Linked DNA regions of Mus musculus: regions 1, 2, 4 and 5 are each linked to region 3. Evidence: chromatin contacts called from public HiCAR-type and promoter capture Hi-C data. All regions are on one chromosome and are shown on one strand. Each heading gives the region's core, a stretch centred on a gene start, on an enhancer-like site or on the middle of the called end of the contact. The rest is flanking DNA. Distances are from core to core; before and after follow the strand shown. Region 1 holds the start of Sall1 (spalt like transcription factor 1). Region 2 holds the start of Snx20 (sorting nexin 20). Region 3 holds the start of Aktip (thymoma viral proto-oncogene 1 interacting protein). Region 4 overlaps Cyld (CYLD lysine 63 deubiquitinase). Region 5 holds the start of Brd7 (bromodomain containing 7).

Region 1 (4,690 bases), core at 1,753-4,252, 2.1 Mb before region 3:
CATGTTCTGTTCTGGGTAGGGAAATGGATGGAGATGGCTGGACTCGTTGCAGAAGAGTCGACTTTTAAAAGCAAACGTGAGCTGTGTCATGCACTTTCCTCTGTATGTCTCTCACAACTATTCCCAAATGAAAAGATTCGGGGTATGGCGGGCCCTCCTGACTGTCAGCTGCTGGGGAGGGCTGCTTGTGTAGAGTACTATTACAGCACACTAAATCCTGTAACCCTATTACAAAACCTGCCCTCTAGTCAACTTCTCCCAAACTTATTGTTCAGCCATGTAAAAACAGTCATAACCTAAAACTATTACTACTGAAGAAAAGGAGGGAGTAAGGAGCTGGCCTGGGAGGGGTGTTTCCTAGGGTGTTCGGGATAATCACTGCTTTAATCACAATGAACCAGCTTTTAGGAAGAAAAAAGGAGAAATTAAGTGAAAAAAAAGAAGGAAAAGAAAGAAAGGAAACTTGATTCAGTTCCTTAATTAACTTACCTCACAGCTCAAATAAACTAAAAAAAAAATTGTACTAATAAATAATAATAGTAAGAGGCAGTGAACTCCTTTAATGCTATCGCTTTATGAGAAGCCTTAACTATTAAAAATTCCAGCTCTAGACTCAAAGCGAAGAACTAGCAAGGGTCTTTTCTTCCCAAGCTCGAGGTGGTGGTTGTTAGTTTTGAAATTCTTTGCGTGGAAAATACAAACAACCAGTATAAATTTAAAAAACAAAAACCAAAAAACACCTCTCTTTCCCCAGGTTGTTTTTCTCCCACCCCCACCCCCGTATGCAAATTGTTAAGTTTTAACAGCATCCCGGTGCAAAGGCCTCACTTTAGGAAAGATTGTTGTGGGGGCGGCAGAAAGCCTAAGAAACTAGCTGAGAAACCCCACAAAAATAGTCCGAGTGGTTGCTGCGGCCTTGGCTAATTTCATCTGGTTTTACCCTCAAACCGGTTCTTTTGGGGTGGGAAACTGGGTGTGTTTCAAGGGATCCTTCCAGAGGACTCAGAGAATCACACTGGTGAGGCTTCGAGCTTCCAAAGGTGCTGGGCAAAACAGTTGCCTTAATGGCTCTCAGATCGCCTGAAAAAATGTCCAGGTGTCTCACGCCAGGATTGCCCTCTCCCAACAGCGAGGAGGAAGTAAGCTGTCGATCCCTTGTCGCTCTGGCTCTGCCTGCGCGTACCCGCACCCAGAGCCGCTCAGAGCCAGGCCTCTGGGGACGGAGCCTGCGATGTGGGGCTCCAGCGCCCGCAGAGCGTAGTGGCCAGAGGTGCGGATCTCAGGTCACGCTTCCGAGCTCTGCTGGGGTGCAGCTCCTTCCTCCACGCCCGGGATCGAGGATTCCCGAAGGGCAGCCGGGGCCGCCGAGCCTCGGGTCTGGTCACTCTCCAACCGACGCAGCGGAGAGTCAGGCACAAAGTCCGGTGACCCCGGAACCGAGCGTAGCCTCTGGCCTGGGAGCTCGGAAACTCTGCCCTAGAACAGTTCAGGTCAAGCTGGGGTCGGAGGGGGTCTTCCCTCAGTGACCCCAGTTCCCTGCGCGGGTCTCTCCCATTCTAGGCCACAGTTCCCGCACACAAACTTTTCCCTACTCATTCAGTCCTTTCGGAACCCTGCCTTCATTGCTCGGCTGGCTCCAGGGGTCTGGCGGGCTAATACCCGGGACCCAAGAAAGTGTCTAATGACCCTTACCAGAACGGGTCCCGAAGGATGGGACTCCATAATACGTGGGGTGCACACATCCAAGCCCGACTTTGACGGGTTATGGGTGCAAGTGTGGAAAGAAACGACAGGAGAACAAACTTGGGAAGCCGGACCAAGCGACACTTCCCTGTCCCTAAGTCAGTCTCCAGAGCGACCGGCAGCACTCGGCCGCGACCCCAGGATGTCGCTCCTCCACCCCAACCCCCAGTTCTCACGGCTCGGAACCCCCAAAGGTACCATGTTTCGCCCGCTAGCCAAGTGGGAACGAGAGTTTGGGGGGGGGGTGGGTACGGAGAGCTCCCCACGCGCTCGGCGTTCAGCCACCCGGACGAAGTAAACTTCTTTAACGTTGGCCGCAGGGCTGGGCGGTGAGGCCCAGGCGACAGAGGCCCAGCCCGGGGACCCGGGTGGCGCGCGGGGAGCGGGAGAGAGCTCGCGTGGGCAGCTCCAGATGGCCTCTGCCCGAGAGATCGCCCCTCGGGGCGGCAGGGTCGTGGCCGCGGCTTCTCCGACCCTCTGGGCGGAGGAGCGAGCCGGCCAGTCGACCCTACTCCGCCCAGTCGAGGACACGGAACTCCGGAAAGCTCCAGCCGGGATAGGCTGGCTCTCCCGGGACAGGGGAAGCCTGGCCCGGCAAATTGAAATCGAGGAAGCATGAAATAAAATCAGACGCGCCGAGTGCAGAAGGCGAAAGCGGCGGTGGGCGCGGGGCCCGCCGCGTGTGCGTGGGTCCGAGTGTGCGTGTGAGTGCGTGTCTGTGTGTCCGCGGCGCCGGCCGGAGCACTCACCATCTCGCCGGGGGAGCGAGGCCACTTCGGGGTCGGATTGGAAATGTTGAGGCTTCGCTTGCTTCCTCCGCGACATGCTGGCTCAAACATCAGCTGGGGCAGAATAAAAAATTACTAAAAAAAAATCTTCTCAAAATTACGGAAATCGAGCGGCGGCGGCGGCGGCTCCCCCCGCCCGCCGGCCCGCCCGCCCCCTCCCCGGCTCCCCGGCCCCGGGCACAGCGCGCATGTGTCCTGCTATAATTATGATTATCAATAATGCATTGCGATTAATCATAGAGGGGCTCTTTGAAAGGCGATTGGCACCGGGCCAGCGCTATTCAAACCCGCTCGCCTTAATCAATTAGTTCGTGATTTGCTGCAGACCCCTGTCTCTCCGCGCGCTGGCCCAATAAGCCGGCCGCGGGGCTGGCTCTGCGCGCCGCGCCGCCCGACTCTTGGTTAACCCTCTTGGCGACCGCCGGGGACTCCGCGGCCCGGCCGCCGGGGGCCTGCCTCCTCGCCACTGCGCGCCCAGCGCCCCGGCCGGCGCCCCCCGCTCGTTCCCCTCCCCCCTCCCCCGCCCTCCATCCCGGGCTGGGCCGACCCGAATTAGCATGCTCGCCCGGGAGCCTAGCGGAGCAGGGCCGCGTGGGGGTGGGGCTGGCGGCGGGGGCTGGGGACCCAGGCTGCGGGCGAGCGGCGAACTTCCTAACTCCCGCGCTGCGTACTGGCCCGCGAGGGGGAGGGAGTCCCGTGGCGGGACGGGGTAGGAGAGGGCGCCCCATTTCGTGAGTGTTCCTTCATTTTCTTTAAGAGCTACCAGAAAGCAGCCCACCCCCACTCTCATAAAAAAAAAAAAGCGAGTGGGGAAGAGCCAGCCCCACGCCAGTCCGCCTCCCGCTCGCTGCCGGGCCTCCCTCCCGCCTGCCCGCCGCCTGGCTCGGAGATCCTTCGCCCAGAGTTCTCCACTCTCAGGATCCCGGGCTCGCGGGGGTGCGGAGAAGAGGACCCAGGAAAGGTTTGGGGACGTGATGGGTTTGGGGCTTGGGGGGAGGGGCAGTTTTCTCGCCACCCCATCCTCTCCCTGCCTGGGAGCGGCGACCCTCCAGCCTCTTGCTGGCTCCTTAGCTCCCTTTCTCTACCTTGGACATTCCCGGGACAATTAGGGCTGAAGTTTTCGGGAGAAGCGCCCCGAGCCCGTGGGATAAGGGGGCGGCTCGGCTCCGCCCAGGACCCCCTCCCGAACCTCCCCCCGGCCGCCCCGGTTGGCTGCAGGGCGCGTCACTCCGCGGGGAGGCGGCGGCCACCGTGGCGCCGCCAAGCTCCGGGCGGGTGGAGAGCAAGGACCTGCCTGAGCTCCGAGTTCAGCTTCTGCGGGAGGGAGGGGAGGGGCGCAGCTAATTCTGTGCTAAGCAGCGCTCCCCTGGCCTGGGTGGTGCTGCTGGAGCCAGACCCTAGGCACCGCCTCTACCCTGGACCCTAGTGCTCCGTGTCCTAGGGGTGGAGGCCGCCACCTCGTCGCAGACGAGGTGGCTACCCGGAGTGAGTGAGCATGGAGGGGGGGTCCTGTTCGTTGCCCTGCTAGCTACGCCGTGACTCGCCTTCACTTTTCCGACACTTGCTACGTGCGGCGCCCAAACTTTTCTCTCCATCTCTCTCTGTTTCTCTCCCAGAGCTGGGAGCCAGCCTCTCTTACCCGCTCACGGGACCCAGGGATCCGGGCCCTGTACTCCCTCTTCCGGGTTTGGGCGCCTGCGAACCTGAGGCTTGGTCCTCGGCTTAGTTTAGACCTCCTCCTGCCTCGGGGTTTCCGCTCGCCGAGGTTCCCGAAGTCCTGCACCCGAAGGACTAAACTAACTAAACTTCGGCTGAGTAATGGGGGTGGAGGCGGGGGAGGGGTGCAGATACACAATCCTTGCCCTATCTCGCGATCAGGAGAGGAGAGGGCTCATAAGGACGCCCCAATTCTGGAGCGCCTTTGAGTCTGGATCGTGACACAGTCGGCTCGCGCGAAGTGGGCACTAGCCTTCACAGCAGAGCCTTGGAACTCAGGACCCATGTCGCACTCTCTTAAATGGCTTTTAGCCCCTTTCCACGGTTCTTTTTCCCCTAATCTTTTGTGTGCTAGTTGAAAGTATCTTTTTATGTCTGCTGACTTTATACTTCTTGGTTTAACTTCTGCCTTCTTTCCTTCTCCCCGTCCATCCTTCCTCTCT
Region 2 (4,227 bases), core at 425-2,924, 2.5 Mb before region 3:
CAAGGGGGCCTATTTTACCGAATGGAGATGTAGTGTTTCCTATGGGCACTCTGTACTCTCCCTATGATTTTGTCTGTGAAGTGAGTGGTGGCTTGTGGAACTGGCCCTAGTGGTCCAGGCCTTTCCAGATCTGCAGGGAACTTCTTCCATGGGGCTTCGGAAGACCGCAGAAATGTGCCCGTGCTGCGTGCTCTGGTAAACCATTCAAAAACTGGCATGAAACCGAGGCTTAGAATAAAACTCAAAGCCACAACCAAAGCTGTTCCTGTCCTCTTACAGGACAGGCTGGGAGTGACCCATTTAAAGACAAGTAGATAAAGATGATATGTTGACAGTTTCCCAAACACATCCAAGCCTCAGTTTCCCCCTGTGGGCAATTGATCCTTTTGCTAAGCTCCTTGGTTTTTTGTTTTTTTAGTTTTTTGAGACAGAGTTTCTCTGTATAGCCCTGGCTGTCCTGGAACTCACTCTGTAGACCAGGCTGGCCTCGAACTCAGAAATCTGCCTGCCTCTGCCTCCCAAGTGCTGGGATCAAAGGCCTGCGCCACTACGCCCAGCTGCTAAGCTCCTTGGGGACAGAGGGTTCTGAGGGCTGCCTTATCACTCCACACCCTCAGTGGGAAAGATTTCTAGCCATCAGAACAAAGCACTGCAGATGTTGGGACTGGACTTGGCCCAGAGGACAGAGCAGAGTCGCAGGCTCCCACCCCTCCACCCCTTACTATCTTCTGTGCATGACAATCTTCATTTTCCGGGAGCCTTGGCTCTTGTTCCCCACTTCAAGGGGCCCTGCCCTCTTCAGTCCTCCTCCTTCATACACAGGGCCACTTGTAGAGCCGAGGCCACCTTTCTCGGGGGCAGGGGGAAGGTTGTGGGGGGTGGCTAATGAAAATCTGGTAGAATATAGTAAAAGCCCTTGCCCATAAGACAGAAGAACTGAGAGGCACCCATTCAAAGAGGAGGAGGAAGGAAGGAAAGGAAGGACAGGGAGCGGCAGCCCTGGCTGCGGGAGTTTGAGTTTAAGTCTCCTTTCTTTGTAGGGCAGCCTCCTCAGGTCTCCATTGAAGGGCCAGCCAAGGCTCCACCTGCCCTGAGCACCATGGGACCCCTGGGTGCTTCTCTGTGGAGCTTGCCGCTGGAAGCGCTCTCAGTTGGGTGTGCACATCAGAATCCCCACTGGGACTGGGGAGAGGAAGTGTTAGGAGCTCTAAGGCAAGCAGGCTGCCTACCCCACAACACCCAGACAGAGCTGGGGTGGGCTCCGGATTCTTACTCGGCTACAGGGTCCACCCTTTGAGAAATACAAGCCTGGACTTGTTCCCAGGAACAGGACCAGTGCCTGGCATTGCAAAAGGAGTCAGGCTTAGAGGTTGGAGGTGGGTTTGGCCCCAGTTTCTAAGGACAGCCCATACTCTCACCACCCTTGGTCCCTCCTAACCAGTACCCAGGGAGTTCCTAGAGGGCCTCTCAAGGACATCACTGGGTCTCAGGGCGCAGAAGCCAGCTACGCTTGGGGTCAAACACTGACTGACCTGGGATCTTCAGGCTTTGTGGGTTCGGGGTCCAGGAGAGTCACATGCCCCAGTCCGATCTCTTTTTGCAAGGTCCAACTAGATGGCTGAATGTCTGCCGCAATCCTGAGTTCTCCTTTTGAAAACAGGAAATGGGCTGAGTGATCTCCTTCAGGGGCCCCAGCTTATTGGTTGCTGAAAGATGTACATTGAACCTCCTAGACAAATATCTGCAGTACATCATACAGGCCACGTGGGTCAAGGCCACCAACAGGAGGACAGTTTAACTTCACAGCAGCTTTAAGCAGCTTGATACGTATTAGACACCCGAACGATAGCTGGCATTTGGAGAATTCATTTCAAAGTCCTTTGTTTTAGTCCTTTTCTGTGGCAATGACAGAAGACGATAAACTGAAGGAAAAAAAATCACACACACGAAAGTTTATTTAGTTTATAGCTCTGGATCCGGAACATGCAAGAGCACACTGGTAGTGTCTGTGAGGGCTGTCCTGCCGCATGTGACATGCCATGGTAGGAGGTGGACAGACAAGAGAAAGCTTACCTTATGCACCCCAGTTTCACAGTTACAGCATAAATCCCTTTATGAAGACTGTCCTTATGACAGTCAACTCTCAGAAGACCCTACCTCCCAAACCCATTATGTTAGGGATCTCAGTCTAACATGAGGATTTGGGGATACATTCTTTTAATAGTTATTATCCTAGCTATGAGCTAGGCATAATGGGGCCCTTCGTGTTCTGTTGACAAGCTGGAGAACTGAGGTTTGGTGCATGGAGCTGGTGGGATGCGGAGCCAGTGCCTGACACAGAAAGGTCATGGGATAGGCTAGGGTACGGCCCAGGTGGACATCTTGCACTCCCCTGGCTGTGAATGAGCCAGGCTGTACCTTCTCTACCCTTGGCATGGCTAATACTTCTTGAAGCCATTCTACAGTGTGGGCAGGGGTGTCACCTCATAGCTTACAACACTGGGTCCCACAAAGGATAATTATGGTAGACATTTTACAGGCTTATTTCCCACCCATCTCTTCTCCGTTGGAGTCCATTGCCTTCTTTGTCTTTTATCGAATTGCGTTAATGGCTGAAGATAGGCCGAGAGGGTTCCTTTGGGTACATGTGCTTCTTAATCTCTTTTTCCTCCCGAGGCTCACATTTGCACTGAAAGGATCTTGTGATGAATAGATGCTGTCTACCATGCTCAACTAAATCAATCTTGCTTTTCACTGTCACAGAGGTTTCGCCCTCATTTGCATCTGCTTCAACCCCACAGGCCCTCAGGAAGCTTATGATGAGTCAAGGTGTACAGAACACTTAATGGTGTCATGCTGAGCGTGTGAGGCTGGCAACTGAGGGCATACTAAAATCCTCATCGTTTGCCTTTCTGCTCAGGACTCTGTACAACATCCTGCCTCTCTGCACCACCATCACTATCATACCAAGAACACACATATCCATAAGAATTTGGTTTTGGCAAGAGCTTGAGAGAACTACTGTGCATGGCGTGCCTCTGGCTAGCCAGTCCCAGCTGCAAGGGCCGGATCTCATTTGCCTCTGCCTCGTGTTGCCTGGCAGAGGGCCTAGTGTGGTAAAGAGACAAGAGGTTGCAGAGAGGTGTGTGCCTCTGCCCCTCCTCTTCCTACCGTGCATCTTTCCAGCTCCTTGCCCTGTCTCTGCCCAGGCTTGAAATCTGTGAGATGCCACAGCAGGCTCTACATTCTTCTCCAAACCCTGTGAGCTCATCACAGCAGTTAGCAGCCACAGGGGAATAGTGTGACAGTCACTGCTTCCTCTTTTGGGGCAGGGGCCCAGTTTTTGGAAACCACCTGACATGGAGGTGTGCCCAGATTTTGTTGGAGGAACACAACTGGGCCAGTGTGACCAGGAGACTTTGTCATCTGCTGGGTGCTGGCTTTTCTCTGAAGCCCAGAAGCGGATGGGAGAGGGGTACAGGCAAGGGCTATGTCTTGTCCACTTGGGCTGCCATAACAAAATGCCCTATGCCATGTGGTTTAAACAACCAAGCTTGTGTCTTAAAGTTCTGGGGGCTGGGATATTCAAGATCATGGTGATGGCAGATCCAGTGTTTGGTGAGAGCCTGCTTCCTGGTTTGTTAATGGCTATCTCTTTGTTGTAATGGCCCACAATTAGCAGAGGGCTAGAGGGTTCTCAGGGGTCTCCTTTTTAAGGGACATAGTCCCATAAGGGCTTCACATCATGATCTAGTCACTTCCTAAGGTTCTGCCTGTCAGGGCCATCACATTGTATGTTAGGACTTTCATGCCAAGGTCTGAGAGGGCATATTCATTCTGTAACAAAGAAGATCATGGTGGGCCAGGACAGAGCAGTGGGCATCCCTGTTCACAACAGTGGCAATACCAAGGCCAAATGAGGAAAGGTGGGCACCATGGAGTCAAGAAGGGGAGAGTCTGCCATCTTGAGTCAGATGCCCTCTCTGGATTCCAAAGTCAGAGAGCATCTCTCCTGCTCTGATCCATTGGTAATGTCCCATCACATTTAGAGGCAACCTGAACTTCACCCTCTCCTGCCCCTCCTGACTTCACTGTTCCCCTCCCAGCATCCTTTGCTGCCCTTAGCACAGCCACGGTGAAGCACACTGGAGCACAGTAGGCATGGTGGGCATGGTGGGCATGGTGGGCATGGTGGAGGTGCGAAGACTTGCCTGCCCAGGAGTTCCC
Region 3 (4,724 bases), core at 1,175-3,674:
GTATGCACTCTAACACCTACACTCAAGCTCTATCTGTCACTGTCCCCACCCTCACGGTGAGGGACTAGGCATCTCCTGGATGACTTATCTCAAGCACAAGACTAACAGCCAGTGAGGGAAGAAAAAACATGAGCCCAGTGATCTGAGTTCGAGGCCAGCCTGGTCTACAGACTGAGTTTCAGAACAGCCAGGGCTATACAGAGAAACCCTGACCTGGGGGGGGGGGGTATATACCTGTATGAGGAAAAGGGAGTAGAGTCCTGTCCCTACTACTCCAAGAAACTGCCCTTTAAGGAAAAAAAAAGAAAACAAAAACTCACTATGTGGTCCAGGTTAGTCAGGAATTCAGGATACACCCCAGGCTGGCCTCAAACTCCCAATCTTCCTGCCTCTGCCTTAACCTACAGGGAATACAGGTAACTGGTATTCCTAGCAAAAGGAGGTTTGTTTAAAGTACTAAAAATACAGTATAAAATTCTGCAGTATTCTGCACCTGAGGAATTTCAAATGCGTACATTCACAGAGGGTTCAAAGGAGAGAGACACTTCAGGTAGTGGATAAGAAACCAGGTTTCGGGCTGGTGAGATGGCTCAGTGGGTAAGAGCACCCGACTGCTCTTCCGAAGGTCCAGAGTTCAAATCCCAGCAACCACATGGTGGCTCACAACCATCCCTAATGAAATCTGATGCCCTCTTCTGGAGTGTCTGAAGACAGCTACAGTGTACTTACATATAATCAATAAATAAATCTTTAAAAAAAAAAAAAAAAAGAAACCAGGTTTCAAAGACCACAAGGTCAGTGGGTGGCTTAGTAAATATACAAAGACAGACACAAAAGTAGCCAGCTCAGCTGCAAGACTCCCTCCACAAAGTCTGCTGAGTTTAAAAGGATGGCTTCTTATTTATATCCCTGAAGGTGAAAGGGGTCAAAACTCACATTTCTAAGAAGCAATGCTATACCAGTATCTCTAATCAGCAGTGCCTTGTGGGCATATAGCATCCATGGGTGGGTACCAGCCAGTGCCTATAACTGCTGCCGTGCTTTCCAGGAGACAGTGTCACCCAGTAATTAAACCAGAGGACAGGGATCCCACTTCTCCCACTAACTTGCTGACTTGCAGCCAGGTAGGGCTTTGCAAACCTGCTTTTAAAGGTGGCTGACACCATAGTGCATCAAAAATTCAAGGAGGGTTATGTTCCTGTTTGGCTCAAATGAAAACTATATATTTTCCTTAAGGACTAGTAACCCACTGCCTAGACACACATGTTTTCTCAAGGTTTTTCTTCACCTCTTGAGAGGCGTGGCATTTCCTATTTGTAAATGTACTGGCACTGGGCACCTTTCATGTCTTCTGCCTTTAAAAATTCAGTACATGGCCCTCAGTTCCTCCAAAAGGTACCATGTACCGTCCAGCGCAGCCATATTTTTAACTCAGTGGTTCCAATAGCAACATAAGCACAAGGAACCGTAGCCAACTTTTCAGAAACTACAGTTTGCTAGATGAGCAATCTACCATAAGCATAGCATGACATCGTCCAATAGTAATGACAGATGTAAGGAAAACAGGTTCCATCCTTATTCGCAGAAAATACCACCAGACTTCCTGCTCCTCTGACTCTTAAAAAAAAAAAATGATTGCATGCATTTACACAGCTGAGCGAAGTCTGCATCTTCACCTATGCGACAGTGAGTATACCGCAGAGGGCCAATGAGACCTAGCTACCATCGTTCTTCTGTGACACAGAGCTAACTAATGTTATCACCCCAAAAAGGGTTTACGAAATTCCACATTAAGAGGCCACCAGACAGGACCGAGGAAAAGTAAACAGCCCGGGCCTCCGACAGCCCGGCTGGCTGGGCAGCTAGCTGGGCCGGGCACCCTGGCCCGGGGCACAATCCCATTTCGGAGCACGTAGAGAATCTGGACAAACCTGTCCCGAGGTGATGTAAGGCTGGTGCCCGGCCCTAGCCTGGAAGCGAGTTGGAGGCTGGCTGGGCCCGCTAGTCTGCAGCCGAGGCCGAGAGCCTGGGGCTTCATGTCAGCCCCTCGCCAGACAGACGGGACCCAGCGCAGGAGGGGCAGACCAAGCGGAGCAGAGCGCCACCAACCCTGCCGCCCTCTTCCTCGGGTGCAGCAGGTGCCTGCAGCGCACAGGTGCGGCCCCGCCCCCGTGTCCCCGCGCGGCCGCCGTCGCCCCGGTCCCTAGCGCACCCCAGGGAACCGAACGCCGGGCCGCGGACACAAACCCTCTGTCCTGACGACTCGGTAGCCACCAGCCCAGAGGTGAGACGCTTACCTGGATGCCCTCGGTGCGGAGCGCTGGGGGCCGAGCGCCACCGCGGGCCAACAGCATCTCCGGCTGTCCTGCAGCCCGGCCCCTGCCGCTCCTCTCCCGCAGAGCCCCGCCCCGCCCTGCCCTCAGCGGGACACGCCCTGGACACGCCCTAGACTGGGCGCTTCCGCTCGGATACCCATGCCGAATGGCTCTCTCTCGCCGTCCATCAAAAACGTACTTCCGGGAGGTGTTGGGGCTTGGAGCTCCGTCCTGCCAATCAAGTTAGCGCCGCTCGGGTGGGGCCGCGCTCGTACCTCCCCCTTACGTAACAGCGCCCAGGGACGAGCTGTCAGTCAAAGAAGCTTCAATCCCTGGGGAGGCTGGGACGAGAAACAAACAGGCACCAGGCCGCCATTGGACGTGGCGTGTGTCAGTCACCATGGATACCCACCCAGAGGTTTATGCGGCAGCCACTATAGCCAGTCTCCGGCAGTGATTGCTGCTAGCTCTTGGCTCCGCCAAGCGTCAGCCGGTATCCAGGCCTGGACTCTGAGCCACTGGCTGGAGAGGGAGGTCTGCAGCTCCCTGGTGGGAGTGATGGGATTTATTAATCAACTTGCTTAGGAGACAATAAGTGACACAGAGTAGAATTTAGCTGAGGTAGTGCTACCTTTACAATAAATCCAAAGTTATCAGGCTTGTTAGAAAGAATTCTGTAAATGTTTCTTCCCGGGGATTGATGTGCATTAGGTTCCATTCCCATAACCAAAAAAAAGACAACCCTGATTTACAACCAGCCATTAAACACATTAGCGTATCAAAGAACGTGTCTCTAACGGATACAAGCATCCTGAAGTTCTGGCCTGACATAAAGCCCCGTTTCTCTGGAGAAAAGCATAATTCTGCCCAGTGGCCAAGATGACCCTCTGTAACGACTATTATCGAACAACACTGATGTACTTAAGAAATAATTCTGGCGCCGGGCAGTGGTGGCGCGCACGCCTTTAATCCCAGCACTTGGTAGGCAGTGGTAGGCAGATTTCCGAGTTCTAGGCCAGCCTGGTCTACAGAGTTCCAGGACAGCCAGGGCTACACAGAAAAACCCTGTCTTGAACCCCCCCCCCCAAAAAAAAAAAAAAAGAAGGAAGGAAGGAAGGAAGGAAGGAAGGAAGGAAGGAAGGAAGGAAGGAAGGAAGAAATCTGGCAATATTTGGCTGTGTAAATCTTAAATGGCCAGACTTGCAGCCTACAGTCTCTGTTTCTACTGTGGCCTGCATCCCTTAGTCCCTACTTGTTACAAGATATGTCTGGCCCCTACTCTAATTTTTCCCCGCCCGGGAAACATGCTGCCTTTCTCCCTAGAAGCCCTTCCCCATGTAACTCAGCCATTTTGGTTACCTGCTCCTTTCAGTTTACCCCTTACTCTCTTAGCCAGTCTCTTAGACCAAGCTGCCTCTCTTGGTTGGCAGCTCCCCTTCTAGCTCTCTGTTTCCACATCTCCTCAGGTGGCGCAGCTCAGTCTGGGGATGTTCACTCTCCCAGATGTCTCTGCCTCTGTCTCTGCACCCCCTTTTATCTGCCATAAACTTTGTCCTTCACCATACCTAACAGCAGTCGCTTCCTTTCCTTTTTTGTCATTCAAGAGGCAGGGCGTCAGGGGAGCTTGCCTCTAGTCAGCCCCTCCACAGATCTGTCAGGGGCTTGAGAACCAGGGAACCGGTGTCACAAAGGTCTCTAGCACCGAAGTTGGAGGCCCTCTCCCATGGCGGCGTGTAGCCCGCTCCCACCTAGTTCTTGCGTGTCGCTCTCACTTTGACCTGAAACACTTGTGACCTTTCCCTGTTCAAATGCCTCCCACTGGGTACATTTCATGCTCCATAAAACCCAACGGCCCCTGGCTTTCAAGACGACCTTTTCTGGCCACCTCCTTCCTGGTCTAGCCCAATTCTGTGAAGGCTGCCCTTGGCCTTAAAGCCTCCAAACCTGGAGTGGGACAGCTCTCTAATTCACTGCACAGTACTGAGCAATCCTAGCCACCCTCCCCTGGGCTCCCCTCCCCCATTTTCTAGGCACAACATTTAGGTCTCCTTCTGTCACCTCATTCAGTGCCTTCCACTCTAAGAACACTTCTTTGAGAAGTTTACTTCTTCCATTTCAGTGACCTCTGAGACGCTGGTAAATGAGTAAGACTAAATGGCAGGGAGTCAAATTCCTGGTGGCAATCCCAAAGACTGGCTCTAAACTCCAACTTCCTCCCCAAGCTGAAAACAGCCCCAGCCGCTTCCTCTAAAGACAGTTTGGATACACTCAGGAATGTTCCAGTCCCATTAGTACTCTTAAAATAAAAGGCAAGAGAGCTGGAAATCCTTTTCCCTGGCCACAGAAAATCTCCTTTGGAATGTCTCTAGCCCATTTTCTCCCTGGGACGCCATTCTCTACTGAGAGTGC
Region 4 (4,940 bases), core at 1,913-4,412, 2.4 Mb before region 3:
TGTCATACATCTATTGCTGTTGTGTAGCTCCAGGACTTTTTATCATCCCAGAATGAAACCCTGTTACTCACTCCCAATAGCAGCTTCTCTCCAGACCTTGGCAACTGTGTAGCTGCTTTCTGTTTCTCCAAGTTTGCCTATTCTGTAATTTCTTCTATATAGGGGGGACTTTTGGCCATGAGAGACAGTTAGAGCCCAAGGATGGTTTGAAGAACCAGAGCTCAGAAGGCAATTCTGATGTTACCTGTAAGGTTCCTTACAGATACAGTTATTATATACAGTTATCTAAAATATTTTGATTAGTCATCTAAACTTACAGAGATTTTTTTAGATAATTGCTGTACATAGCATGCCTGCACATGAGGCTTTTATAATACCCTCATTCATTTTTGTTACATGTTAAATCCTCATTTGGGTTTGAATTGTGTACCATGATAGAGGATGTTGAACAATACATCATTTAAACAACCCCTCTTAATTTAGTGGGCTATTCAAATTTATAGACCTTCTGTTTGAGTAATTTGTTCACTCTTTTATTGTTAGGATTTTTGCCCAAGAATCTCCAAAAATACTCTTTTTTTTTCCTTACAGACCAAAAAGAGTAATGATTAAATTCCTAGTTTTATCACTTTGAATGCAGTCCTGCTGTGTGTATACTGTGTATACTTGAGGTCTAGTTTCGTTTGCTCAGCAGTGTTCTTGTGTGTAGCGGTGGTTTGCTCCATTTTATTGTTATGTAGTAGTAAGGTGTATTAGTAGACCACATTTTTAGTGAACTCTATCTGTTGTTTTCTTGTGGTGCAGGGTTGAACCCAGGGCTTTGGGTATGTTGGCAAGTGATCTACCACAGACCTTTATCTTCAGTTCACAATTTTATATACCTCAATGTTTATTTGTTCTATAGAATAGATTGGTTTTAGCCATTAGTTATTATGAATAGGGCTACTGTGTGCATTTTGGTGTGCTTTTGAGTGGACTTATATCCTTGAATATCTTTAATCATGATAATTTCAATCTTAAGAAAATTGTCTGCTAAATTTATTCCTCACCCTGTCAACCATATCATATTTAAGTTTTCTTCAGATTTAAGCCATTAAGCCTAATATGTATATATATGTTGGATTACAAACATCTCTTTTTAATAGAGTTACATACTTTTAGTTATAGTTGACAGTGGGCATAGTTGTCTTTAGTCAGTTTATATGCTATGACTTGGGCATTTCTCCAGTGACAAAGAGTTATTTTTTCCTATAAAAACTCTCATAGATGATATTTACAGATACCTGAATGGTAATGTCATAAAGGCACTTTTAGTATTTCTTTTATTATATTATTTGTTAAAATTATGGTCATCCAGTATAATTTTTTAATTGAAATGATATTCCAGTATTTCATTTGATTGTATTTTGAGATGTTTAAGATATATATAATTTAATATATATTTAATAATATATTTCCCTCTTCCTCCAACCATGGAAAAAGATATCAAGCATTATTTATATTTACTTAATTCAGTGTGACTCCCTTTTTCATTTTAAATGTCCTTTTCTGTATTTTAAATATAAAAAAATTTCCTATTTTTCCTTTCTGTCCTCAAAATTCCACTGTGGGTGATCCCGTTTTTTGCTGATAACAGCTTTATCAGGTATGGCTCCTCAGCATTGTGCTGCACTTCATGGATGTGCTGTTGGACTTCCTAAGGGGGAACCTTTCACCTAACTCCCTTATGTTTATTTGGTCCGTGTTTATAAGTGTCATATGAATTCTGACATTGTTTTAAGGTTTAGAAATACCTTTGCATCTAAAGAAGTTTGCCAAACCTTTTTGTGTCTGTACTTTGGAATGAAACTTAGGTTGCTTTCTTAAAAAAAAAAAAAAAAAATTACTATTGTGCGTCTCTGGCTTTCTGCATTATTGATCTGTGCATAAATCTGTGTTTTTCTTGTTTTCATGTGTTTGTATACACATCTGTTATTTTTAATGTGTTTGTGTTAAAAGTGGAAGCATATTTACTCCTCAGAGCATTCCTAATCCTGATCTGTCTCCTAAACAGACTGTTATCAAGCTATCTCTGTGAAATAAATTAATCTGAGATTCTCACTAGAATGGCACAAAAGGTTTTATCAAATACATTTAGTGCCACATCATTTAGAGATTCTTTAGGCATGTCGGCGTGTAAAGATTCTGATTTTTGCAGTAAATAAATGGTCCATCTTTATCTCAGCACCTTTTGTAAATGCTTGAGTGTAAAACACTGTAATATGGAGGGTTGTGCTGGGCTTGCTGATCTGGAAAATGCAGCAAAAACTATGAATAAGGTTTTCTTTATGTAAGGTTTTCTTTATGTAAAGTTTTCTTTATAGCTTTTTTAAAAATCAAACAGAATCGACTTCCTCTGACTAGCTTTTCAAAAGTTAAAGCATTTGGAAGGATTTACAAAAGAACAGTGCTGATGTTCTTTTCCGTGAGAAATTACTTTGCAGTGTTTTTGAGTCTTTAAAGAGAATCTGCATGACTATAAAGATTATTCTTTTTTGTTGGAAAGGATTGTTTTGTTTTGTTTATGCTCTTGTCATTGATTGCTAAACTATTTCTCTTCTACATGAATTTATGTTTATATTAAAAAGTGTGTTTGCTGTTTCAGATAGCGTGACACAGGAAAGGAGGCCTCCCAAACTTGCCTTTATGTCAAGAGGTGTAGGTGACAAAGGTTCATCTAGTCATAATAAACCAAAGGTTACAGGTATGGAGCTATTCTTGATAGTTTACATGATATCTGATTTTCCAAATGTTAAATAATCTATATAGTATTTGTGTGTGTGTTGTGTGTGTGTAACTCAAGCATTTTATGTAAACTAAAGTTTTATGTACATGATTGTGAGGGTGCAGTAAAGAAACTAAATGGCCACCCCATGAATTGTCAGGGGAGGTTTTTGCAGCTGAAAGAGTCCAGAGCAGAAAGAAAAGGAAGCAGACTGGACATGATCAGGGCCATTTGCAAGAGAAGCAAGAATTGTGGGGGCAAGGGAAACTCTTGCCTTTATATAGGGAACAAATGGGTGGCTGGGAGTAGGGAAGCCCATGAGCTGGAGAGAGTTAGGGTAGAGGAGGAGGTGAGAGGAGCATGGGCTGTGAAGTGTTTCACAGATACTTAGGATGCCGAGGGAGCCTGGAGGCCAGCATGCACTCTGGTGTGCTAATAGACACTACAGAGAACCATTTGTCCCTTCTACCAGTGATTATGGAAATGGCTCCTTTGGTAGAGAGGAACCAGCTTCAGAAGTTCCTGAGGAATGCTGGCTTTTATCTAACTAGCAGAAATCCTTCTATAGCCTAGGACAGCCTTTTGGAGTTTGAGGAATTATTGTCTCCTTTTGACAGAACACTGGGGACATGGAGACAAGGAGATTCCTGAGATTTCTTAGCTATCACTATCAGCTGCCTGCCTATTTTAATTGGCAACTCTCAGGTCAGTGGAGGCATTCTTTAAAGAAAACAAAACACAATAAGCTCTTGAGGACTAGCACACACATGCACACATACCTTTTCATACACATACCTACATGTCATACACACAGAAAACACTCCATAAGATCACCTACTCTCAAACATAAAAAAGCTATAGGTTTCTTATTTGGGGATGAGGGCCTTGGTAAGTTTCCTATGTTGAATTTAAGCTTCTGGACTCTGGTGATTCCTCTATCCTAGCTTTCCAAGTAGCTGGCTACAGGTGTACTGCATGAAGTATGAGTTAAACTGTGAAGTGCAGAGCTTTTTACTTTAAATTGAAAAGCAGTTGGCTTCAGTATAGGTTGAGGAATTCGCACTGATCACCAATGAGGTGTGTCTTTGTATATCTAAGACTGAGGCAGGGAAGTGTCTTGTACCTGTTTGTAATGCAGGTCTACTTTCTTCTGATTTAACCATCACCCTATAAACCAGTGGTCCTCAAACTTCCTAATACTAATACTGTGACACTTTAATACAGTTCCTTGTGTTATGGAGACCCTAAACCATAAAATTGCTTTGTTGCTACTTTCAAACTGTAATTTTGCTATTGTTAAGAATTGTAATGAATATCTAGTATGTAATCTCCCAAGTTGAATGACCACAGGTTGAGAACCATTGCTATAAACCTATGAGATATGTGGAAGCTAATAGAAAAAGAGTTGTGTGATCTCTACATGTAACAGAGGAAGATTCTGGTAGAGAAATAAAATTTTACTTAGCAGTTTAGAATTTAACTTGCATTAAATAGAGTTTTTAAGACCACATAATTAATCTCTAGTATGATTTGTCCTATAATCTAAAGTGTGAGAAATTATGGTGCTTCATTTTTTTCAGACATGAGAAAATTACGAAATTTTATTTATTCATTTATATGTTTATTACTATGAATGGCAAGTTTACTTTTTTTCTTTAAAATTGAAACTCTGGGAATTCAGAATTAACATCCTTGCCTGTGAGCTTCTTATCCACAGCAGACAATGTTGTGGCCCTGTGTTGCACATTGTTCTGCTGTTCTTTGTCTCAGTGGCCCTTTCTGAGCCAGCTGCTCATCCAGCTTTACACTATCTTCTTACCCATAGTCTCATGTGTGAAGATCAAGCCCTCAAGGATGGCATAGTGCACTGTCATCAGGTTGCAGCCTCTGGGTGCCTTCACTGTGTTTTTGTACAGTTTTTCCTTGTTGGCTTGGGCAGAGTCCTCCCCCAGCAATGCAGACTACTTGCTTCCCACTGAACCTTTTCTCCATTTCACAAAGTAGCTGGACTTGGATTTTCTGGAAGGATTTCAGCTGAGGAACTGGTAAAAAAAAAAATTAATATAGCTTTTGGACCTCCAACTTCAATTTCCTTGGTCATGTTGAGTTCCTGCTGCTATGTCTTGAGATCTGAGTTCATCTCCAGCTGGAGCAGTGCCTGAGAGATGGAAGATTC
Region 5 (4,705 bases), core at 2,114-4,613, 2.8 Mb before region 3:
GGAGTAGGAGTTTTCCCCATAAATTTGACTTAAAGATGTATGTATGTACGTATGTATGTATGTATGTATGTATGTGCCTAGGTATGTGCATGGACACCACATGGATGCAGTGCACTGAAGGCCAGAAGAGGGCATCAGAAATCCTGGAACTGGAGTTAGAGGCGGTTGTGAGCTGCATGCGATGAGGGCTGGGAACAGAGCACAGGTCCCTTTGAAGAGCAAGTGCCTCTTAACAGCTCTCCAGTCCAAATCTGAAATTTTATTTATAAACTCGGTGCTGCAATGAAACCAGTAAAGCTAAACTACATGCTGGGATGAAGAATGTGAGACACAAACACTCATGAAAGGGAGACCAGCAGTAGATAAATGTTTACAAATCCATGTAAAGACGAAAAAGACATCACAGAGAGGATGTGAAACCTAGCACAGGCTCCCAAACTCAGGACTGATGAGCTTCAAAACTAAAGGGCAGGGCTAGAGAGGTCCAGCAGCAATTAAGAGGACTGGCTGCTCTCCTAGAGGACCTGGGTTTGATTCACAGAGTGGCTCACAACTCCAGAACCATAGGATTTAAGGCCTTCTTTTCACTTCTAATGGGCACCAGGCATTCAGTGGCATACGGATGTACACACAGCAAAACACCCATCCACATTAAAAAATAAAATAAAGATTTGAAAGATAAGTCTCTCTAATGGGCAAAATTTAAATGTATGAACAAGTTGCTATAAAAATGTGGAGTAATAAGACACTGATGCTTTCTAGACCTGTGCTTCTCAACCTTCCAGTGACCCCAGCACAGTTCCTCATACTGTGCTGACCCCAGCCACTGAAATTATTTTGTTGCTACTTCGTAACTGTAACTTTGCTGTTACTGCTAGGTGACCTCTGTGAAAGGGTCACTCTACCCCAAAAGGGGTTGAGACCACAGGCTGGGGACCAGGTGGCTGGCTGGTCAGGAACCCCAGAGTTACTGACCTAAAGGTACAAAGTAGAGCCTGAGAACAGACTGCCAAGCAGTGACCACCAAAGCAACACCCACGTGACCTGGAAACTTTTAAGATGTACATTCTTGAGCTCAGAAGATAAAGTTGAGTTCTCTCCTAAACAACACAAAAAACTAAGACAGAGAATAAAAACATTAGAGGGAAGAAAGTGATCAGAGAGGTACTCCAGTCACTAAACACCTGAGTTGAAAGCACAGCATCTACTGTAAAGTGACGATGCAGGAGAGAGGCAATCCCAAAGTTCCAAGAAAGCAAATGCTGGTCACAGGCTAAATCAGGGCGCTGACCAGCAGCCAGAAAAGACATAAAGTCTGCTGAATTGGTGCCTACATTGGACAGCTTACAGCTGCCTGTAACTCCAGCTCTAAGGAATTTGACACCCCCTTCTGGGCTCCACAAGTACCTACATGCACTTAACCCCATGTCCTAAATTTTAAAATTCTGAGAGAAAATATCTTTCAATTTAAATTTCTGTTCTGACTCAAACTCTGTATCTGTATGAGAAGTCTACCCAAGGGCAAGGATTTTTAAATATGAAAAGCATACCAAAATCTACCTGTTCAAAGTTTTTCTTAGGCTTCTCAGCCAGCGATGGTGGCCCACATGCATAATCCCAGCAAAAGGAAAACCAGAATGACGGACATACACTGAGTTCTAGGCCAGCTGCATACCTGATGCCCAAATACCCACGAATATAATCAAGACAAGCCTTGTCGAACTCATAGGTAAAACAATTTACATGTTCACTTTCAAAACTCTCAGTTAAAACAAAGACTCATGCCTGTGTGCTTTTGTAATTTAGGAAATGAAAATATAAGCCAGCCTGACCCAAGACTGTGACTATTGCCATAGTCAAGCTAAAGGTCATAAAATTCTGGGCAAAAAAGAATAAATTTAAAACATTCCTCCCCCCCCCCCCAATAATTTAAGACATTTTAAAGAGACAATCTCTAAGGCTTGGCCACTCATCAATGACTGTATAAAGCAAAGAAAAACTCTAAAACTAAGCCTCAGAAAGGATGACTTTCAAAAAGTACTAACGCATTTTAGTAAGCACTTGAGGGCAGGCAGCTAACATTTTGGAAGGGCAGAATTCTAGGGCAATTCCAGATATGGGTGGACTCACCTTTGAGAAGAAAGTTAACCCGCACTATTCAACCTACCTGGCAAATCAAGACATTAGCTACTTACTCTTTTCTAGTTAATGAAAACGGTTGCTTATTTTGTATTAAGCAGCACAGGTTGGCCGCAGTCTCCTGCGCGCTGAGATCACAGGCACGTGCCATCACGCCGCGCCAGCTCCATTTGTCATTAAAATAACTTATTTCAGGAGAACACTTGGGACACCTGTAGATCGCCTTCACTTCTGAAGAACAGCTACGTTTGACAAACCTCCCAGGCTTTCCGGTGAGTGACTTCTCACCCTTCCAAGACAATTATAAAAAAAACAGCCTTTGAAGGAGTCACGGAAGACCAGGACTCGGCTGCTTACAGGATGTGTGGGGACAGCACGGGTGCTCGAGAGGACACTTGGGACAAGACTTGCTGAGCGCCCAGGTGACCCAGGCTTCTGGTCTGTCTCACTCCTCCACAAAGCCAGACTTCCCAGACGTCTGGGTGTCGCACTGGAACAGGCTAAGGAGGCTGGGAACTGGAGCCCGGGGCCATAAGCAACAAAGCCCCCTTTACCTTGACTCTTCTCCGTTTTCTCCCCTTCTCTTCCCCCGGAGCCTGCTTCTCGCCTTTCTTCCTCTTTTTCCGTTTTCTGTCCTTGTGTTTGTCATGGTCGCTTCTGTCTTCGAAGAGGCTGGAGTCGTGCCCGGAGCTGCCCGTGGAGAGCTCGGTGACCTCGCTCCCCCCGACTTTGAGGACCAGCTTCAGGGGCTTCTCCACGTACTCTGAAACAAGAGCAGGACGCGGGGCTGAGCCGGGGCCGGCCGAGGGCGGGCGCCCCACCTCCCAGCGCCCCACGAACCCCCGCCGGGACCGGCAGGCCCGAGTCGAACGCCGCCCCGCCGGGGGCGATCTCCGCGGGTCGGGGCCTTGCGGGCAGGGGACGGCGCGGCTCCGCAGGCAGGCCAGCCGCTCCTCACCCTCGTAGAAGTGGCGGTCCGACTTGTGCTTCTTGTGCTTCTTGCCCATGTCCGACCGGGCCCCAGAGCCCGCCCCCCGCGCCAGGCCCAGGCCGTGCGGCGCCGCTTCCGGTCCGGGCCAGGCGAGCGGAGGGCGGGAGCGGGGCCCGCGAGAGCCCGCGCCGCGAGGCAGGGGGACGGCACGCGCCCGGCGGCGCGAGGTCCCTCACGAGAAAAAAAAAAAACCACGCGCGGGACGCGACCGAAGCGCGACACCAGTGGCGAGAGGGCGAGAGGCCGGCAAACCAGCGGGAAAGAGAGGCCGCCGAGCGGACGGGATGCGGTCTGCGGCGCGTGGCGGCCCCTGGCGGCCGGAGGCGGCGCTGCAGCCTGTGGTGGAGGGCGGGGCTGCGGCTGGGGGGCGGGCTCAGAGGCGGGGCCTGTCTTGACTTTCTTTTTCCATCCCCGACGCTCTTCCCTGCTTTCCTGAATCCTTTTAACTTTCCTTGGCTTTTGTTTCTTGTCTTTAGCAATATTATTGAACTCCATCTGTACAGGATCGGGCAGACCCAAGAATATGGGTCCTGCCAAGCCTAACGATCTCCGTTCGCTCTCCAGGTTCCACATGAAGGAGAGAATCGACTCCTGAAAGTTGTCCTCTAATGTTTACATTTATATATATTCTTGCACAAATAAATAAATGCATACAGAAAAAAACCAAAACAAAACAAAAACAAAGGCTTGTTCATGATAGAATAAAGCCTCCAAGATGTTAACTAAATGAAACGCACCAAGTGTGCAGCAGTGTTGTTCAAAAGTGAGACCGGAAGTGAAGGTGTGGTCTGGATTCAAAGGCTGGAAACAGTACTGCTTACTTTATTTCAGGTGACCAGGACGGTATAGGGGTGGATTCTTTTACTTTTATGCTTTTCTTTGTGGTTTAAAAAACAATTTATATGCTAAAGTAACTGGAAAGAAAAGGAAGCTAAGGGTCTAGAAATTAGCTAGAACTTGCCTCCGAAAAGGTGGTGGGGTTGCAGCTATTGGCTCCCCAGGGAGGCACAGGCTGCCTGCTGTTTTGTCTGCTTCTCACCCCCATCAGTGCCGTTCCTGTTCTCTTATCTCTGGATGCCCAGCCCTTCTGGGCAGTGGCTCACTGACAATTTTGTCTACTGGCACTTACCCAGATGGGCCACGTTAAGATCTGCTTGTGCTGGGTGTGATGGTGCATGCATGCATGGCTGTGCTGGCCTATCCCGGCCCTCAGGTTGAGGCAGGAGGACTGAATCCCAGACTAGCCAGGGCTACATAGTAACATGCTATCTAAAAATAGAGCTCACTGTTGCATGTGCAGAGATGTCTAGGGAAATAAAGTGCACGCTCTCTCTCTCTCTCTCTGTGTGTGTGTGTGTGAGACAACTTTACAAAATAGCAAGAGCAGGTAATATTCATATTCCCATTTTATAGAGGAGGAAATGGATGCCCAAAGAAATAAGATAGGGGTCAGATGTAGAATCAGTATTCAAATCCAGGCTTGAACTGGAGTCACAATCCTTTTCATTAGTTAGTACACACAGTGCAAAGTGTCTTTACTGCACTTTTAGCCTTCTAGTGGCCTATACATTTTAT

Evidence for each region. Promoter capture Hi-C pulls out the DNA fragments that hold promoters and counts their contacts. HiCAR-type assays count read pairs that join an accessible place to other places.
Region 1: a promoter capture Hi-C map of embryonic stem cells shows a contact between it and region 3, with 5 times the contacts expected there. The contact joins the promoter of Sall1 here to the promoter of Aktip in region 3. A contact is called at or near these places in 1 of 39 promoter capture datasets (embryonic stem cells) and 3 of 115 datasets of contacts at active chromatin or transcription factors (astrocytes, embryonic forebrain and embryonic stem cells).
Region 2: a contact with region 3 is called in a promoter capture Hi-C map of pre-B cells. The contact joins the promoter of Snx20 here to the promoter of Aktip in region 3. A contact is called at or near these places in 3 of 39 promoter capture datasets (the C10 cell line, liver and pre-B cells), 1 of 115 datasets of contacts at active chromatin or transcription factors (astrocytes) and 1 of 9 other capture datasets (adipose tissue).
Region 4: a HiCAR-type map of astrocytes shows a contact between it and region 3, with 5 times the contacts expected there. The contact joins the enhancer-like site here to the promoter of Aktip in region 3. A contact is called at or near these places in 4 of 39 promoter capture datasets (the C10 cell line, hippocampal neurons and liver) and 1 of 115 datasets of contacts at active chromatin or transcription factors (astrocytes).
Region 5: a promoter capture Hi-C map of embryonic stem cells shows a contact between it and region 3, with 4 times the contacts expected there. The contact joins the promoter of Brd7 here to the promoter of Aktip in region 3. A contact is called at or near these places in 3 of 39 promoter capture datasets (embryonic stem cells, liver and pre-B cells), 2 of 115 datasets of contacts at active chromatin or transcription factors (astrocytes and embryonic forebrain) and 1 of 9 other capture datasets (liver).

The regions. Positions count from the first base shown.
Region 1 is chr8:89,039,860-89,044,549 of GRCm38.p6, forward strand. Sall1 (spalt like transcription factor 1) reads right to left here and starts at 3,003. Exons shown (of 3, transcript NM_001371070.1): 1 at 2,493-3,003. The coding sequence starts at 2,568. Gm3134 (predicted gene 3134) reads left to right here and starts at 1,384. Exons shown (of 3, transcript NR_166639.1): 1 at 1,384-1,937.
Region 2 is chr8:88,634,454-88,638,680 of GRCm38.p6, forward strand. Snx20 (sorting nexin 20) reads right to left here and starts at 1,675. Exons shown (of 4, transcript NM_027840.3): 1 at 1,533-1,675.
Region 3 is chr8:91,131,603-91,136,326 of GRCm38.p6, forward strand. Aktip (thymoma viral proto-oncogene 1 interacting protein) reads right to left here and starts at 2,425. Exons shown (of 10, transcript NM_001302266.1): 1 at 2,298-2,425.
Region 4 is chr8:88,716,654-88,721,593 of GRCm38.p6, forward strand. It overlaps Cyld (CYLD lysine 63 deubiquitinase), which reads left to right. Exons shown (of 17, transcript NM_173369.3): 5 at 2,645-2,743. It also overlaps the pseudogene Gm17995. Among named protein-coding and RNA genes, the nearest start is that of Cyld, 22 kb to the left of the region's middle. Within about 2 kb of position 3,163, at least 7 of the 459 cell types and tissues checked have an H3K27ac peak or open chromatin away from gene starts, as enhancers often do. A contact at or near this core is called in astrocytes, where this site is marked.
Region 5 is chr8:88,358,809-88,363,513 of GRCm38.p6, forward strand. Brd7 (bromodomain containing 7) reads right to left here and starts at 3,364. Exons shown (of 17, transcript NM_012047.3): 1 at 3,098-3,364; 2 at 2,694-2,902. The coding sequence starts at 3,146.